Regions from separate parts of the Danio rerio genome. Here region 2 is linked to region 1. Evidence: chromatin contacts called from public Hi-C data. All regions are on one chromosome and are shown on one strand. Each heading gives the region's core, a stretch centred on a gene start, on an enhancer-like site or on the middle of the called end of the contact. The rest is flanking DNA. Distances are from core to core; before and after follow the strand shown. Region 1 overlaps rgs6 (regulator of G protein signaling 6). Region 2 holds the start of rgs6 (regulator of G protein signaling 6).

Evidence for each region. A called contact is a pair of places that touch in the nucleus more often than the background predicts.
Region 2: a Hi-C map of hematopoietic stem cells shows a contact between it and region 1, with 1.7 times the contacts expected there. The contact joins the promoter of rgs6 here to the enhancer-like site in region 1. A contact is called at or near these places in 3 of 18 Hi-C or Micro-C datasets (caudal fin, embryo and hematopoietic stem cells) and 1 of 4 datasets of contacts at active chromatin or transcription factors (caudal fin).

Annotation. Positions count from the first base shown.
Region 1 is chr20:31,244,713-31,248,560 of GRCz12tu, forward strand. rgs6 (regulator of G protein signaling 6) reads right to left here. Exons shown (of 18, transcript NM_001035263.2): 17 at 3,489-3,542; 18 at 1-2,360. The coding sequence ends at 2,310. Among named protein-coding and RNA genes, the nearest start is that of dpf3, 78 kb to the left of the region's middle. Within about 2 kb of position 2,174, at least 3 of the 62 cell types and tissues checked have an H3K27ac peak or open chromatin away from gene starts, as enhancers often do.
Region 2 is chr20:31,376,065-31,379,700 of GRCz12tu, forward strand. It overlaps rgs6 (regulator of G protein signaling 6), which reads right to left and starts at 1,309. Exons shown (of 18, transcript NM_001035263.2): 1 at 1,047-1,309. It overlaps LOC141379283 (a long non-coding RNA gene), which reads left to right and starts at 819. Exons shown (of 3, transcript XR_012395806.1): 1 at 819-1,289.

The DNA.
Region 1 (3,848 bases), core at 924-3,423:
GATATTTTTTATTTATCATAGGTTATCATACTGTCAGAATCCTATACTGGCCCATGCCTATGTCAAAATGTGAAAATGAAAGACTCAAATACTCACGATTATAAATCGTCACCTTGGAATTATAAGGTTCTATCTGCGTTCTGAAGGATTTTGAGCTTTAAAGTTTTTGCATTCCATAGCAAACATTATGTGTGTAACATTTAAATAAAAAGTCTTAAAAAATGAACAACTTATAAAAAACATCTCATAATGTAAATAAGTTGTCATTTAATAAGAATATGCGATAAACTCAATTTTGACAACAATTTCAGAACCTTATAATTTTAAGGTGACGAAACGTATAAATTCATATAGATAAATAATGAGACACAATTAGCTAATTAATAGATACAAAGTCATAATTATGAAATAAAAATTAGGGATCTAGTAACTAATTATTTTAAACAAAGTCAAAGTTATAATGAAAAGTCTAAATTAGGAGACATGTGGGTCATAATTTATGACAAAATATAAAAAAATGTCAAATTTATCATTTAAATTAGGAGATATAAAGTATTAAAGTTTAAAAGCCAAGTTTAAATGTATCAAATTATATAAACATATTATCTGCACGATGGACTTCCAGTGTTCTCCAGCCTCCAGTAACTAGACCACAGCTCCGCACAGGAAGTCTGGCCAGAGGAGAAATAGTCGTGCCCAACTGAGTCTGGTTTCTCTAGAGGTTGTTTTTCCTTCACTTCGTCAGTTGGTGAAGTTTGTTCCTCACTGCTGTCACCACTGGCTTGCTTGGTTTGGGACTTGTGGAGCTGCGCATCGTGTTTGGACACTCAGCAGTGAAATTTAAACCACACTGAACTGAGCTAAACTGAACTTCAACTCTGAAAACTGAACTGACACTGTTTCAATTTACTGTAATCTTCTCTGTAAAGCATCTTTGACACAATCTACATTGTAAAAGCGCTATAGAAATAAAGATGAATTGAATTCATTATTAAAATTAAATAATTCAATTAATTCATAGCTTTTTTTATAAATGCTAATAATAATAATAATTCACAAATATGTGAGACAAAATTCATAGAAATGAGATGCTAAATCATATTTTTTATTAAATATTTAATATATTTTTTTATTTTTTTTTAAATCCTAACAAAATGTTAAGGAGATCCTAACAGGACAAAATGCCAGAATTATGAAAAATTAAGTTAGAATATCATAAAATCTAAGAATTTTTCAAATATCATACTATAATAATGTAATATATAATCATTTTTATTTTAATCTTTTAATGTTGACTTTGCATGTTCAGTCTTATTATCATCATTTTGACTTTTTATCTCATAATTACTTCACATCATGTCACAATTATTTACCAAATCATGCCTTCTTTTCTTAGCTGTTGGAATGGATCCTCCATAGCTGGTCCTAAATGAAATATCATTATTTTTTTGGGCATCTTACTGTAAAGCTGTTCAGAAAACACACCGACCAATCAGAACTGGCATCTCTGGGGTCCAGTGCTCGTCACTACTGCAGTCTGTGCAAAAGCAATCTTCTGTGCTCTGAATAAATCCTCCTAAAAACACTACCACAATCTTTGTTATTCTTCTCGATATTCTTTCATTCCTCAATACAACAGAGTCAATGATCCTCACCTCAGTTCAAAATATCATACGCTAATGGTTAAGTATAACATGGCCTGTAGACGCACAATAATAAATAATTCGACTTTCTTCAAATGGCAGGAGTAAGAACCGTGTGCTTTTCCGAACCCATTTCTCTTCCATATTCAGTGACGTATTCAGTTTTTCGATGAAAAGTTCTGTGCAAAGCTTGACCGACACTCACTGAAAGCCCTTGTCGTTTTCGTCCCTCCTTTGGAATGCTCTGAAGATTTGAGACACATCCTTGCTTCACCTGGAAACTTATCCGGACCAATTTCAGATCTGATGATGAATGTTTTTTTTTTAAATGGAAATCCAGTCAGACAGTCAGTCCTGTGCTTGCTGTAGTTTGGTTACAGGTATCAAATAAATGTATAATGCTTCTCTAGATGGAACTGGGAGATCATCTGACATTCATGTGTGTGGTCTTTTTAATAGACACAGACAACACGGTCGCTGTTTGGAGATTTTTTTTCTGGACTTATTGCATGCTGCCATCTAGAGTCGGTAGCTGTGCGCTGTTCGGGTGGGTTTTGGAGAGAGGGTGGTCCGTACACGTGACCCGACGTGGCCACAGAGATTCCATCCCAACAAACTGCAGTTTCTGGGCAGGTTTGTGGACATTTTGTGGGAAGCCAGAACTCGTCAGGAGGACTGCATGAGGCCTGTCAGCCGTTTACTTGTCAGTGATTTGCCCTGAAACACATTTATACTGTTATTAAATATTGTTGTTGTTTTTCTTAAGAGCACCAGTTAAATATATACTGTGGTTTTGTATTTCAGTAATTGCCACTATCAATGCAAATTCAACATTTTTTCATATACCATACATTCAGAAGTTTGGAGTCAATATTGTAATTTTTCCCCTTAAAATGTGTTCTTTTATTTACCACTGACACACAAAAGTGACAGTTGTTATGAAAGAACAAATGAACAGCAAATCTTTACTACTTTATCTGCCAAAAAATCCTGAAAAACTGCAAAAAAAAGCATCTGCAATTTTACACCTTTTTACTACAAAGGTTTCTACAAAAAAAATAACATAATAATAAATGTTTCTCGAGCAACTAATCAGCACATTAAAATGGATTCTGAATGATCATGTGATACTGAAACCAGAAGTGATGATGCTAAAATTAATCTTGCCTTCATAGGAATATATATAAAAAAGAAAAGTTGTTTTGATGCTTATTTGATGCTGGATACTTTAATTAATTTAATTAACTTAACAATTTACTAATTGTTTTAATTATAGTTCACTTAATTGACATAATTGTCAGAGACATGTTTTATAAACATTACAATTGTACTCGGACTAAACATTTGAACAGTACATGTGTAAAAAAAATTACAGTATTTTTAATTATTAATTTATACTTTAGATATGTCTTGATAAACGTACATATTGGACAGAGATAGGATGGGTGAAATCATAGATGTGTAATAAAAATATATATAAATAAAAATATATATCTACACGACTGGTCAAAAGTTTGTCGTCAGTAGGATTTTTAAATGTTTTAAAATAAGCTTCTCCTTCTCACCAATGCTGCATTTATTTAATCAAAAATACAGTGCAAAGTGTAAAATAGTGAAATGTTATTGCAATATTTTATATATATATATATATATATATATATATATATATATATATATATATATATATATATATATATATATGTTTGACCACATTGAAGGAATGCTTTAGATCCCTACATATTAATGAAGAAAAAAACTTTTTTTTTTTCTTCTGGTCAAATTGGACAACCTTCCAAAAAGCCTGGTTCTGTGAGACAGTTTTTCTAGACAATATGTGTCACTCACCACACTGCGAGTGAATTTCTCCAGGGATGTGCGACGGCCTTGCTCTGTCTCAGGCTGCGGAGCCCAAGTTAATGGAAGATACAGTGACAGGTTAACATGTGTTAGTAAAGAAACAAAAAATAAAAAAAATAAAAAAAACATTCAGGAAAATGTATGTTAATCTGAAAAAGGGGCCGAGACATAATTAGCTGCCCATGTTTATCCATTATTACAAGTTGGCAGTAGAGTAAGTAGCTTAGTATATTGTAATTAAAGCCAATTGAACACATTTGAAAGTGAGGTTGAGGAAAAAGGAGAGGAAATCCTTCAGTTCAGGAATTGGCAAACAATTAGCATGCGGTGTCAATGTCAGGCTCACTC
Region 2 (3,636 bases), core at 59-2,558, 130 kb after region 1:
TCGGTAAGGTTCCTTAGGTGTCATTTGCTTTGACCGGGGAGGAATTCAGCTTTCCACACGTCTAATTGGTAGCTCAGAAAGCGATTTAATCGACCAGTCATAAATGGAGTCAACAAAAACAGACTGGTTTTTAGATTCAGATAACAAAGCAGGTATGTCGACATACACAACTTTCTATACAGCTACATGTATTTCTTTTAAAAACAATAACACATAGAAGTAGCTTACTTACTACCCGTTTTAGTATTAGAGCTCGTAAGCGAATGACGCATTACAAAACATTACTCGACCAAATAAAACCATCAATAAATACAAACATGAACTCAAATGGTCTTAAAACATCACCAAAAACTTTCCTAGAAAATTTTAAGATGGTTTTTATCATCGACTTATCTCAATTTAAAGAAATGGAAAGTGTCTTAGTTGCTCAAAACATATAAAGAAATATAGCCTACACACATTTGGTGTCCATTGCTGTGTATCAACTGCACGAGTTCCACAGACACATACACAAACATAAAAGACTCAATCGTCTGCTCTTCTTAAACAATATGCTGACTTATTTTCAGTAACCCTGGATTGCTTTTCCACACCGTCCACACGAGGAGCGGCGCGCGCGCTCATAACAGCTGTTAGTGATCAACACCAGCGAACCTAAAGGTAGAAATGTTATTAATTTGCGCGTGGGCATGATTTTCTAGAGCCGCATTGCACTACAAACATGTGCAGCTATTTAAAAAAAAAGACAAACAGCTGCTTTCAGAGCGCAATTCCCGCAGGAGCACCGGTCCCAATTCACACAGCACTCCACAGAGCGCGATGCCGAATATAGAGGCAGAAAAACCCTGTCACTGAAAGACACGCGCGCGCACAGCAGGGAGCGCGAGGCGACAGGATGATTCACTTCAAACTCACCAGCACTTCGGGAGCCACTCGAATCCAGCACTGGACATGACAATTGATCACTCCTGCGGGTCCGAATATTGCTATAAGTTTACAGCAGCACAATCACACACAAACAACTGCTGACTGAAAGAGCGCAATACCTTTGTAAGTACCGCCTCGTCCACTCCCGAAGCTCGATTTCCTCCTCCTTAGCAACCAGAAAAGAGCAGGTTCATGATCTAACTGGCGAGAAGGGTCTGGGATGAGGAGGATGATGATGGGGTGTTGGTGAGGAAAAAATGATGAAGAGACTCAGCGGGGGGTTTCTTCCACTCTGTCCGCCTCTCTCGCGCACTGGAGACCGGCGTGGGTGGTCGCTGCGTGGACTGGAGTGGAGTGTTCAGGTACAGTGTGAGGAAGGATCCTGGCATGTGTGCAGCTGAGTGTGAGAGAGTGTCAGAAACAGGGAGGGAGGATAACAGTGGGTGGGGGTTTTGGGGGTGGAGTGTCTCCCTCTGTATTTCTGGCAAGCTATTCTGAAACATGTATTTGTTTGATAAGAGAGTTTTTGCAGACAGATCAATTTAAATTTGGTCATGTGGTTACAGTCAATTGAGTAATCCCCTCTAATCCCTGTATTTGTCTCATTAGTACATCTATAAAACATTAAAATTAATTAGAAAAACAGCGGGTGTTAGGATTAGGGTTTAAGATTAAATGATATAAACCCCAACGTTTTTTTTTTTGACTATTTACTAAAACGAAAAGTTCCAGCAATGCTATAGAAAAACAAAAAGTCTTGGTTCCGCAAAAAATATATATATTTTTTTTGTAGGTCTTCTGCTGTGTAGATCAGGTGTTTTGAATGAAGGGCCAAAAACCAAATATTGTTGAGAGCTGTGGGCCGAAGGTAAATATACCAAACTATATTACATTAAAGTTGACATGGGTAATTTCCTAATTTATTTCATATGTCAAATTAAATAGAAAAAAATATTTCAAATCATGTTAACTAATGCAGTATAACTTTTTAAATTGTAAGTTAATGCAATAAAAACAAACAATTCTAACAGTGGAGTTCAATGCTGTACACACAAGTCAAGCAGAATCAGCCTTTGACTCGATTTGCTCACCAAAGTCTCTGCACTGTCGGGTGACAGTACTTGCAATTAAACAAAATCTTATTAATTTATGCCATATAATTTTAACATTTCATTTCAGTTAACTTTTAACAATAAGACAAAGGGTTACATTAAATTTGAATTGACAAACAGTCAGACTTGTTTCCAGTGCATGTTGGACTCCATCAGGGCTGCCCTGTCACCAATTCTGCTCATAATTTTTATGGAGAGAATTTTAAAGAGCAGCCTTGGGCTAGAGGGGGTCCAATTTGTGGACCAAAAGATTTCATTTCTGTTATTTGCAGACAATGTTGTTCAGTTGGTTTCTTCAAACAGGGATCTTAGGCATGTACTGGGGCGGTTTGCTGCCAAGTGCGACACGGCTGGGATGAGGATCAGAACCTCCAGGTCCGAGGCCATAGTGCTCTACCAGAAAAAGGCTGCCATCTCCAGGTTGGAGGAAGGTCCTTACCCCAGGTGGAGGAGTTCAAGTATCTTGGAGTTTTGTTGACGAGTGAGGGAGAGATGGAATGTGAGATTGACAGGTGGACTGGTGCAGTGGCAGCAGTAATGTGGTCGATGTACTAGTCCGTTGTGGTAAAGGAGCGGAGTTGAAAGGCAAAGCTCTGGATTTACCAGCCAATTTAGGTTAATACTCTCACCTATAGTCTTGAGCTTTGGGTCATGACTGAAATGACAATATCTTGGATACTAGCGGCCGAAATGAGTTTCTCTCACAGGGTGGCAGGGTGCACTCTTTTAGATAGTGTAGGGAGCTCTGTCATCCGGCAGGAGGTCGAAGTAGAGTCGCAGCTTCTTCACATCGGAAAAAGTCAGCTGAGGTGGCTCGGGCAACTGTTTCGGATGCCTCCAGGACACCTACCTAGGGAGGTGTTCCAGGCATGTCCCACCGGGTGGAGACCATGGGAAAGACTCAGGACACGCTGGAGGGAATATGTCGCTTGGCTGGCCTGAAAATGCCTTGGGATCTCCCCAGAAGGAGCTGAAAGAAGTGTCTGGGGAGAGGGAAGTCTTGGGTTTTTGCTGCCCCCGCAACCCGGCCCTGGAAAAACACTTGAAAATGAATGAATGAATGAATGAATCTCAAAACTTCCCATGCTTTTCCCCCTCATCTCAGATGGGATGGTAGGCCATATAAAAGGTTACCACAGGCCAACTTTAGCCAGAGGGTCTTAGTTTGGGCATCACTGATGTAAATGTTAAAAAATCTAAAAATAATAATAATAATAATATTAAATAAAAAAAAATTAAAAGTTAGTTTTTTCAACTGTAAAAAAAGTTAGTTTTTTCAACTGTTAAAAAAAAACTTGCACAATGAAAACTTTAATTGAATGTCAGCAAAGAACCAATTTTCAATGCTCACATGCACAACCTGTGAACAGCAACCTTTGCCTTTGTGCCATAACATCTATGCACTGTAAGTCCTTAAACTGTCTTTTTTGCAAGAATGCAAAACAATTGGCTTTTTTCTAAAAATGTGCCACCAACAAACATGTCTGCAACATTGGATTGTGTGGAGCCAGACAAGACAACCATATGCAGGTTTAGTTTTATTAAACTTCTTTATATTTGCTTAGTAATAATATAATTATAATACCTGGAGAAAGCA